Regions from separate parts of the Sus scrofa genome. Here region 1 is linked to region 2. Evidence: chromatin contacts called from public HiChIP or PLAC-seq data. All regions are on one chromosome and are shown on one strand. Each heading gives the region's core, a stretch centred on a gene start, on an enhancer-like site or on the middle of the called end of the contact. The rest is flanking DNA. Distances are from core to core; before and after follow the strand shown. Region 1 holds the start of CIB1 (calcium and integrin-binding protein 1). Region 2 has its middle 28 kb from the start of SEMA4B.

Region 1 (5,426 bases), core at 1,617-4,116, 75 kb after region 2:
ATGACGTGCTGGAACTCAGAGAGATTGATGGTCCCATCCCTATCGATGTCAGACTCTTCTAGGATCTGGGAAAGGGACAGCTTCAGGCTGAAGCCCAACCTTTCCCTCCTGCTCCCCAGCCAGGCCGGCCCCAATGCTCACATTGTCGATGAGCTGCTTCATCTCGGAAGCACTGAGCCGGGTATCCTCACCCTCTCCTGTGAGGCAGTTCACGAGCTGGCTCAAGTCTTCTCTGTTCAGGGTTCCATCATCATCAAAGTCTAGGGACCAGAAACAGGAAGGCAGAAAGGATGTGGTCAGGATGACCTCTAAGGCTCCATGAATGCCCCCCGGCTCCCAAGCAGTGCCCCCCCACTGAGTGCACGTCGGAAGCACTGGTATCCTGCCTGGCTCCTGGTCCTTACCGAAGATGCGGAAGGCATAGTGGGACTTGATGTCTGGGGTTGCTGTGTCACTGAACACACTGAGGAGGTCTAAGAAGTCCTCAAAGCTCAGGCTGTCTCTGGTTGGTGATGTGGAGAAGACCTTGCAGATTCGTTCCTTAAAGGGGTTGGCCTAGGCAAGAAAGCCGCTTATGAACACCGCAGGCGGGATGCAGCCCAAGTCACACTCAAACCCCATCAGGAAACTGGGGGGAGCAGTTTCAGGTTCATGGAGGAGAACGATCAGCGCTTTGGGGCTGCACAGAGGCCAGGAGGACCAATGGCTCAGCTGGGGAAGGGACAGGGACAGCTTCTTGGGAGTCAGAGCTTAACCCAAAGGAAGGCCTGGGAGCAGAGAAGGAAGAGGACATCGTCCTAAGCAAAGGGAACAAGATGGGCTGGTTATTGTAAAACACAATCGTTTAACTGAGCACTTACTGTGTTATGGCACCAGGCCAGGCCCTTTGCATGGAAATTTTCAGAGCAGCCCTATGGAGAGGCAATCAGCCTCTAGACTAGAATTTCTCAAGCTTTGATTAGGTAATTCATCTCCTCCTAAAGGATGAAACTCTGAATCTCCAAGAGTAGGTCTGAGAACCCCAGTTGACAAAACACCCTTCTAGATAATCCCTCTGGAGGATTATGGTAGAGCCCTAGCCCCCAGAACAGAGCAAAGACTAGAATGGCTGCACAATCTCAAAAGGAATAGCAGAGGGAGGCTGAGGGGCTGGCACCTTGAGCTCTGGAAGGCTGAGGATCTGCTCCAAGGACACTCGCACCTGCAGGGACTCCTCCACACCTCGGTGCTCCTGGGGAAGCAGCTCACAAAACCTCCTGTGGGCTCTGGCAGGAGGGGAAGCCGTTGGGGTGTCTTCCTGTTTGTGTTATATCCCCACTCCTTGCTTTGCTGCCCATTATCAACCAGGTGAGGAGCTGAGCCCCATACATATAACCTCTGAGTCTCAGGCATGATAAGCCTAAAGGAGATACATCACAAGACAGCAAAGGCTGGGAGTCCATTCTTGCAGTGGGTTTTTAACTGAGGGCCTGCTGTCTCCCAGGCACTGTGCTGGGCCCTGTTTCTAGGCTTCCTGAGGGATGGAGAGGTCAGGGAAGGAGCTAGAAGTTGGCCCTGAAGAACAAGGGAAAAAAGCTAAAGTGAAATCCCATGCTCATCTCATTTCAGGAATCTCCTGCAGCTCCTCAAAGCAGCTATCCTGAGCTATCGCCTCCTTAGGCCCCACCTCATTCCCACTGGGATTATTTTTGCGGAGAAAAACCAGGAAGCTCCTCACTCAAGTGCCCAGGTCACATAACGGTGCTCCCCCCACCCCCCGCTTGGTAGGGGGCGTCTAGCCCCAGGTCAAACCCTCTTACTAAGTGTAGCCTTAGGTGAGTTCCCCAAATTCTCTGAACCTGTTTCACTATCCCCATACCTCCCTCGTGAGGGTTACATTAGGTAACGTAGGCACCCTGTTAACACAGGCTGGTGCATGGTAAGTGCGTTAACGGTTACTGTATTATTGAGGTAAAGGAGCCAGGCTCCCCAAAGCCTCCCTGGCTTTGTCAGTAGGCAAAGCAACCCTGAACTACAGCCCCTGCCGAACTGTGGCAGGAAATGCGCTTATGCAGAAGCCCGTGGAGCGCGGGGTCAAAGAGCGCCCAACTTTGGCTGGAGGCTGCGAGGTGGTTCCGCGGTGCACCGCTGGGTCAGCCGGGGCAGGCAGGGAGGGCGTGCCAGGAAGAGGGCACAGACTAGGGCCCAGGGCCGAGTTTCCAGTTCCGGCTCAGATGTTGACCTCAGGCAGGCCCCAGTCCCCCTATCCCCTATGGCGGGGCCTTAGTTTGCGCATCTCTAAAACAGAAGCCCCACGCCCACCCGAGCCCCCGAAGCCGCCTCTAGAGGATCGCAGAAGTGAGTTTCGAGACAGCACTTACAGGAGAATCTCCTGCTTGGTCAGGAACGTCAAGTCCTGAAAGGCGAAACAAGAAACGGGGTCAGCGGGCCGCCTAGAGGCCAGAGGCCGCGTCCGATCTGCCGCCGCTCGAGGACCCGCCTCTCGAACACCGAGCCTCGCGCAAACTTCCTGGGGACCCGCGTCTTGCGCACCTGGTACTCAGCCAGCAGCTCCTTGGACAGGCGACTGCCCGAGCCCCCCATCGCCGCGCTGCGCGCAGACCTCCGCGAACTCTTCTCCGGACCCCGGCAACTTTCTCACTTCCGCCCTCCCGCAGCGTCACCGTCCGGTCCCCGCGGCAACCGCTCCAGGGGCCTCCGCCCCCGGGCCCGCCCCCACCTCGAAGCTCCCAGGCGCTCCCAGCCGCGTTCAGCCTACTGGCTCCCGGCTCCAGGCGGTTCCTGGCGAGCTGGAGGCGGGGCCCGGGGCGGGGCCGGACGCTCCGGGGCGGAGCCCAGGCCGCACGGCCCCGCCGGCGGGATGGGCGGGGCGGGCCGGGCCGCGCCGCGCCGCGCGCCTGCGTGCCGGATGCGCATGCGTTAAGGACGCCACGCCCTCGCTATGCTTTTGGCGGAAGTCGCGTGGTGCAACCACCTCACCTGCAGCGGGTGGCAGCGGTGGCGGCCTTGGACGGAGTCAGGTAAGGGGCATCAGGCATGTGTCTAGAACCAGGGTGACCGAGAAACGTCGTGACTCGCTGAGTGGTCCGAGGCGTTCGGCAGCCCCTTTTCCCAGCGAGGGCTTTTTTTTTTTTAATTTCTCAAATGAATTTATCACATCTGTAGTTGTATAATAATCATAACAATCCAGTTTCACAGGATTTTCATCCCATAACCCAAGCACATCCCCCCACCCCCCAAACTGTCTCCTCCGGAGACCATAAGTTTTTCTGTGTCTGTGAGTCAGCATCTGTTCTGCAAAGAAGTTCAGTCTGTTCTTTTTGCAGATTCCACATGTCAGTGAAAGCATTTGATGTTGGTGTCTCATTGTATGGCTGACTTCACTTAGCCTGATAATTTCTAGGTCCATCCATGTTGCTAAAAATGCCGGTATTTCGTTCCTTTTAATGGCTGAGTAATATTCCATTGTGTATATGTACCACCTTTTCTTGATCCACTCCTCTGTCAATGGACATTTAGGTTGTTTCCATGTCTTGGCTATTGCAAATAGTGCTGCAGTGAAGGTGAGCATCGGAGTACATGTGTCTTTTCGAGTCGTGGTTTTCTCTGGATAGATGCCCAGGAGTGGGATTGCTGGATCAAATGGTAGTTCTATGTTTAGTTTTCTGAGGCATCTCCATACTGTTTTTCACAGTGGCTGTACCAATTTACATTCCCACCAACAGTGTAATAGGTTTCTTTTTCTCCACACCCTCTCCAGCACTTATTGTTTGTAGACTTTTTGATGATGGCCCTTCTGACTGGTGTAAGGTGGTACCTCATCGTGGTTTTGATTTGCATTTCTCTAATAATGAGTGATGTTGAATATCTTTTCGGTGTGTTTCTCAGCCATCTGTATGTCTTTGGAGAACTGTCTGTTTAGATCTTCTTCTGCCCATTTTTGGATGGGGTTGTTTGTTTTTTTTGGTATAGAGCTGCAGAAGGTGCCAGGGAGGGCTTTTGCACTCAGATGTTATCACTGAGCACCTGCTGTACGTGTTGCAGTCTCGTGCCATCTCTCCAGAAATAGCCATAATCTTGCTGTCTACTGAGGCTGTTTACTGAGGGCCCAGTGAATGCCGAGTACCGTGTATAGTTAGCTTCGATTCTTAAAACAGTTCTTCAAGGTAAGTTCCCATTTTACAGGTGTGGAAATCCTGAGGCCCAGAGGGGTTCGGTGACTTGTCTAGACTCGGGCCTTTAGAAAGTGGTTGCTTCAGTCCGAGGCTCTTTTCAAGCCTCCCCACTGATGTGTTCCTCACTCCAGCCTACATGCCGTCCTCTGACCCCACCCTGCATTCAAAACTGCGTGCTCAGAGGAGGTATGGACTGAAGCTGATTTGTTGCTCTTGTCCCCTCTCAATCCCCAGGACAGTACTTGACAGTTAATAGGTGCTCAGTATTTATTGAATATATGCATGAATAAATGAACCTATACTGTTCCAAAAGGTGAGGAATGACAAACTACGGAGTGGAGGAGATGGAGGTGAAGTTAATTCTTTTTTCTTTTTTAGGGCCACACCTGTGGAATATGGAAGTTCCCAGGCTAGAGGTTGAATCGGAGCTGCAGCTGCCTGCCTACACCACAGCCATAGCAATACTGGATCTGAGCTGTACCTGCGACCTACACCATATCTCACAGCAGTGCTGGATCCTTAACCCACTGAGCAAGGCCAGGGATCAACCTGCATCCTTATGGACACTTATGTCAGGTTCTTAAACCCACTGAGCCACACCGGCAACTCCCGAGATTGATTCTTTTTAAATGTTGTTTTCAGCTCTAATAAGGTATCATTGACAAATAACATTCTTGATTCTTTGAGTTCATTCCAGTTGCTCATCTTTGTAAAGTCGAAATGTGAGCATGTCAGTCTCAGTTCAAAACCATTAAGAGGTTAAATACCCAAATCCTAGCTCCTCTGTAATCTGACTTCAGCCATTCTCTCTCTCTGCCATCTCCTCAAGCTTTCTGGGTTTCCACATTATGGGCTCTCAGTTCCTCTTCCATCCTATCCTCAGGGAATTCTCTCCTGATTCCCTAGACTAGATTAAGAATCCGTCTTACACTCTCAGAGGACCCAGTGCGCCTCCTTGACAGCATGTATCATGTTTGCAGTCTCTATTTACTTGGGTGATGCTTGGGTTAATGTCTGTTTCCCCTGCTAAACTGTAAGCCCCATGATGATTGATGGGAATCATTCTCTCTAGGACCTGATAAGTGGCAGTTGTAAAGTAAATGCTGGCTGGGTGGCTGAAATTTTCCCGGCCCTCAAAAATTAGGTGATCATCAAAGAGTGACTTAGTAAAAGACTCACTATGTCTACCTGTGAGTCCCAGCACTGTGGGAATATTCCATTCCAGAACGTGGAGGCTGCAGAGCACTGGGA
Region 2 (5,568 bases), core at 493-2,992:
ACCTCCATATGCCGCGTGTGCAGCCCTAGAAAAGGCAAAAAGACAAAAAATAAATAAATAAAAAAATAAATTAATTAAAAAGAAATTGTAGAGGAGTTCCCACTATGGCTCAGTGGGAACCAACCCGACTAATACCCATGAGGATGAGGGTTCAATCCCTGGCCTCAATCAGTGGGTTAAAGATCTGGCATTGTCATGAGCTTCGATGTAGGTCACAGACACAGCTCAGATCTGGTGTTGCTGTGGCTATGGCGTAGGCCGGCAGCTACAGCTCCAATTTGACCCCTAGCCTAGGAACTTCCATATGCTGCTGGTGTGACCCTAAAAAAAAAAAAAAAGAAATTTTAGAAAAAAGGCCTCTGAGTTCCCCTCATGACTCAGTGGTTAATGAACCTGACTAGCATCCATGTGGACTTGGGTTTGATCCCTGGCCTTGCTCAGTGGGTTAAGGATCTGGAGTTGCCAGTGAGCTGTGGTGCGTAGGTCGCAGACGTGGCTCAGATTACCCATTGCTGTGGCTCTGGCGTAGGCCAGCAGCTACAGCTCGGATTGGACCTCTAGCCTGGGAACCTCCATATGCCTCCGCTGTGGCCCTAAACAGACAAAAACAAAAAAGAAGCAAGCAAGCAAGCAGGCAGGCAGGCAGGCATAGAAGGATAAGCAAGACTTGTTGGAATAGCCTCTGTAAGGCATTGAAATGTTGACTCTGCTTGAGTTTAGGTAATGGGGGCCAATAAATTATTTTTCCTGCATTTCCTTAAATGAGTTTATACAATAATATTACTGTATGTCTGTGTGTGTATTTTTTTTTTTTTTTTTTTTTTTTTTTTTTTTAGGGCTAAACATGAGGGATATGGAAGTTCCCAGGCTAGGGGTTGAACTGGAGCTAAAGCTGCCGGCCTACACCACAGCCACAGCGACATGGGATCTGACCTGTGTCTGTGACCCATACCATGGCTCACAGCAACACCGGATCTTTAACCCCCTGAGGGAGGCCAGAGATCAAACCTTCATCCTCATGGATACTAGTCAGGTTTGTAACCCCATAAGCCACAATGGGAACTCCTTAAAGTATAGTTGATTTACAACGTTGTGTCAATTTCTGCTGTACAGCAAAGTGACTCAGATATATATGTACATATATTATTTTTTTACTATTTTTTTATGGCCACACTAATGACATATGGAAGTTCCTGGGCCAGGTATTGAATCCAAGCCCCAGTTGCAGCAGCGCCAGATCCTTTAACCCAGTGGTAAAGAGGGGCAGAGGCCGAACCCGTGCCTTCCCAGAGACCTGAGCCCCTGCAGTTGGACTCTCAACTCACTGAACCACAAGGGGAACTCCCTGTATTACTTTTTATAATGGAGGAAATAAACAACTGTAATAGGATACTGCCAGAGAGGACAATCAAAAGGAACTTTTAGTTCTGTCCGGAACAAGAAGATGAAAGAGCAGGCCAGCTGAGAGTCGCTGCTGCTGAAGATGTGGGAGCAAGGCTGGCAGGAGCAACTCCCATGTGAGCGGGCCTTTGCCTGTTAGGCCTGGAGGAGGAGGGCCAGCGTGCTCACGTATGTGCGTGCGTATATGTGCGTACGTACGTGTGTGCGTGCGTACGTGCGCGTGCGCATCACCGGGTGGGGGAACTGGCTCCTCGCTCGTCCGCGGCAAGTTAGAGGGTTTGGTAAAGAGCTGCTGGCTTCTTGAAATAAGGTCCTTTGGCCTGGGCTAATTTTATCCCTGTCGTTGCGGAATGGGATGCTGAGTCATCGCCTGCGGCCTTTTAAAGATGACAACGGAAAATGAGCTGGAAAGTTGGAGAGGGTCAGAAGGTCGTTCCCGATTTTGAAAGGAAAGAAAGGGGAGACTTTAAACACTGAGCCAAAGGGCTGAACCCGAATAAAGAGGTAATTTGGAAAGCCCCGGAAAAGAAGCTATGATTCGTGGGAGCCAGAGTGGGTTCATCAGCCCCAGCTCCACCTCCACAGCACCCTTGGCTTGAAATGCTGGATGCAGTTATCCTGGGTTCAGCAGGTCTCCAAACACCTCTTGTTGTGTGTAGACTTGTAGTGGTGAGGGAGAAGTATGTGGCAGATACCAGTATTCGGTCAGATGGTAGCAGGTGGAATTATCATAGCCCCCAAATCAGCGAATTGATTGATGTCAAGGTTTATGGCCAAAAGTTCTGTCTTGTTCAACATTCCAGGCTAGGGGTTGAATCGGAGCTACTACAGCTGCCAGCCTACACCACAGCCACAGCAACACCAGATCCAAGCCACAGCTCACAGCAATGCCAGCTCCCCAACCCACTGAGCATAAGACCAGGGTTCAAACCCTCATCCTCATGGATACTAGTCAGATTCGTTTCCACTGCACCACAACAGGAACGCCAACATTTTTTTTTTTTTTTTTTTTTTTTTGGTCTTTTGTCTTTTTAGGGCCACACGCGCAGCATATGGATGTTCCAGGCTAGGGGTCTAATCGGAGCTGTTGCTGCCAGCCTACGCCAGAGCCACAGCAATGCCAGATCCGAGCCGTGTCTGCAGCCTACACCACAGCTCACAGCAACACCGGATCCTTAACCCACTGAGCGAGGCTAGGATCGAACCTGCAGCCTCATGGTTCCTAGTCAGATTTGTTTCCACTGCGCCAAGATGGGAACTCCAACGCCAATATTTTTAATCCATTGCTAGGGATTAGGGATGCAACAGAAAACAGGTAAGATATACCCTGTCCTCATGGAGTTTATAAACTGGTATAATCTATTCATTTACTAAGGAAAATTGGTTTTTTGTTAAGGAAATACAACTATTCCTTTGACCTCATTGAGAGAGGTCTATATAGCTCCTTTAACTGTGCATTCATGGTTTATAGGACCTCACTGCCTGATAGGTGGGACAGGTGGCAAACCTCTGCACACAGGTGGAGCCCAGCAATGCCCTAGAACAGCATGATTGGGCATCTGGTCCACCCAAGTGAGGCACAAGACACTCCCCAACGCATAAACTTGAGTTGATGCCACTCTCTCATTCCCTGTAGGAGACCCGGCTGGCTGCCTAGCCAGCAGACATTTCTCGCTCCTTCCTTTCCCAAAGGGCCACCACCCTGCCACCTCCCACCTCTTCCCTGCATCCATATGTCTCAGGGGAAGTGGACCCATACCCCTGGAGTGACCCCATTGGCCTAAGAGGGATCCTGTTCCTTTTGATTGGTTCAGGAAAGAACATGTGACCCATCTGATCAATATCCTGAGGAGAAGTCCAGGGAAAGGGTTACTTCTGGGAAGTTTTCTCCCTCCTAAAAGAAAGTCACAGTCTAGTTAGGAATGTTTTCATCACCAAGTAGCACACACACTCCTGACAAATAATAGTCTAAGAGTGAAGAGATTTAATGTGCTTCCTACAAAGTCTGGAGGTAGGTGGTTCCGGGCGTTGGTCTTGCAGCGCAAATGATGTCAGGATCCACATCTCTGTGATTGTCTTTATCTTTCATTTATGGTGTCAAGAAGACTGCCACTCCAGCCATTCTGTCCATGGTTTTTTTTTTTTTAGTCTTTCTTTTAGGAGCGCACCTGCAGCATATGGAGGTTCTCAGGCTAGGGGTCTAATCAGAGCTGTAGCTGCCAGCCCACGCCAAGAGCGACAGCAACGTGGGATCCCAGCTGCGTCTGTGACCTACAGCACAACTCATGGCAATGCGGGATCCTTAACTCACTGAGCAAGGCCAGGGATTGAACCCGCAGCCTCATGGTTCCTAGTCGGATTCATCTCCACTGCACCATGACAGGAGCTCCTCTGTCCACGTTAAGGCAAGAATAAAGGGGCTATGCCAGAGACATCTGTCCTTTTTCTAACCTAATCTCTCCCAGAAGTTCCCTTGCACACTCCCACTCTCATCTCATTGGGCAGGGCTATGTCACATGGCCATGCCTTGCTGCAAAGCAAACTGGGAAAGTGAGTTTTTAGCAACTTTGGTCTGAAAAGGGAAGGAGAAAGGGATAAGAGGGTTTAGAACTGGAACTGTGTTAGCTACAGACAGAAAGCGACATTCCTAACTTCCAAACACCTCAATGTCTAGAATTGCTGCTGCCATCCTGGTTCCAGCCTGAGCAGGAAGCAAGCACTGAAAGCCAGAGCAGAGTGACTGAAAAACATTTGCATCCAAGATCAACAAACCAAGTGGTAAGTGAGCAAAGTAGGTGAAGGCCAAGTTCGCAGAAAATGAAAGACAAGTAGCCCCTAATAATGCTCAGCTTCACTCATAATAAGAGCAGTTAAAATGGGAGTTCCTGTTGTGGTGCGGTGGAAACGAATCCAGCTGGGAACCATGAGGTTGCAGGTTCGATCCCTGACCTCGCTTAGTGGGTTAACAATCTGGCGTTGTCTGAGCTGTGGTATAGGTCGCAAACACGGCTTGGATCTGGTGTTGCTGTGGCTGTGGTGGTTCCCCTAGCCTGGGAACCTCCATATGCTGAGGGTGTGGCCCTATAAAGACAAAAGACAAGAAAAAAAAAAAACAATTAAAATGGAAATAAACTGTTAGAGCACTTTTCACCTATCAGATTGGCAAGAATCCAAATGTTTGACAACTCATTTTGCTAGTAAAGCGGTGAGGGTGTTGCCCTTGTGGCTTGGCGGTAATGAATCCAACTAGTATCCCAGAATGTGAGTTTGATCCCTAGCCTTGCTCAGTGGTTTAAGGATCCGGCGTTGCCATGAGCTGTGGTGTAGATCACAGGTGAGGCTCGTGTGGCTGTGTGGTTGTGGTATAGGCCAGTAGCTGCAGCTCTGATTGGACTCCTAGCCTGGGAACTTCCATATGCCACAGGTACGGCCCTAAAAAGCAAATAAATAAAGCTGTGAGGAAGCAGGCACTCTTATGCAAGAGGGGCAAAATAGCACAGTCTCCTGTGGCGGGGACAGACTGAACAAAGGAATGCGTGACCTGGGGTCCTTATGTCCTCACTGAGACGCTGTATCAGCTTACCTGGGGACCATGCTCCCGTGGGACTTCCTGTTAAGTGACACAGACACACACACGTCCTCACTGATCAAGCCAGCTTGAGTAGGGTTTATGTTACCCAGAACCCAAAATATCCCAAATGATGCCCTGCCCCCAGCCTGAGCCCCGGAGCAAAGTTATTCTGTCAAGAAGCCAGATCACAGTCTAATTGGATCATCCAGGACAGGCCAGATCCAAACATGTACAGGTCCAAAGGCTGAGATCATCGTTGACAGCACAATCCCTCCCGGAGAACAGACCAAGAGCTGTTTCAAAAGCAGTGGGTGGGCAACTGCCTAGAGTAATGGCCAGTTCTTATGGTCAGAAGGGGCTGCAGCTTGAGTGGTTAAGAGGCCTGGTGGAATCTATATGTAGAGATGATCCTAAAAAGTTAGACCTTGTGCTGGTCAGATGGTGGCTGCCTTGGTCTTTCTAAAGACCTGATGTCTTTAGCTCTTTGGTTTGTCTGATTGTCTTTAGTTGAATTTCTTATTCACTGAGCAGCTCTGTAGTTCCTGAGGATTTCCAAACTGTGTGACAACCATGGTTTGCCCACCCCACCGTAAATG

The links. HiChIP or PLAC-seq counts read pairs in DNA pulled down with a chosen protein or histone mark.
Region 1: a contact with region 2 is called in an H3K27ac HiChIP or PLAC-seq map of alveolar macrophages. The contact joins the promoter of CIB1 here to the enhancer-like site in region 2. A contact is called at or near these places in 2 of 5 promoter capture datasets (fetal liver and liver), 25 of 47 Hi-C or Micro-C datasets (adipose tissue, alveolar macrophages, blood and 13 more) and 2 of 2 datasets of contacts at active chromatin or transcription factors (alveolar macrophages and skeletal muscle).

Annotation. Positions count from the first base shown.
Region 1 is chr7:55,795,800-55,801,225 of Sscrofa11.1, forward strand. CIB1 (calcium and integrin-binding protein 1) reads right to left here and starts at 2,867. Exons shown (of 7, transcript XM_021098979.1): 1 at 2,533-2,867; 2 at 2,361-2,395; 3 at 1,157-1,265; 4 at 405-555; 5 at 142-260; 6 at 1-65. The coding sequence starts at 2,583. It overlaps GDPGP1 (GDP-D-glucose phosphorylase 1), which reads left to right and starts at 2,893. Exons shown (of 2, transcript XM_003482236.4): 1 at 2,893-3,020.
Region 2 is chr7:55,721,954-55,727,521 of Sscrofa11.1, forward strand. It overlaps the pseudogene LOC100738227. Among named protein-coding and RNA genes, the nearest start is that of SEMA4B, 28 kb to the right of the region's middle. Within about 2 kb of position 1,743, at least 20 of the 83 cell types and tissues checked have an H3K27ac peak or open chromatin away from gene starts, as enhancers often do. A contact at or near this core is called in adipose tissue, alveolar macrophages, fetal liver and 4 more, where this site is marked.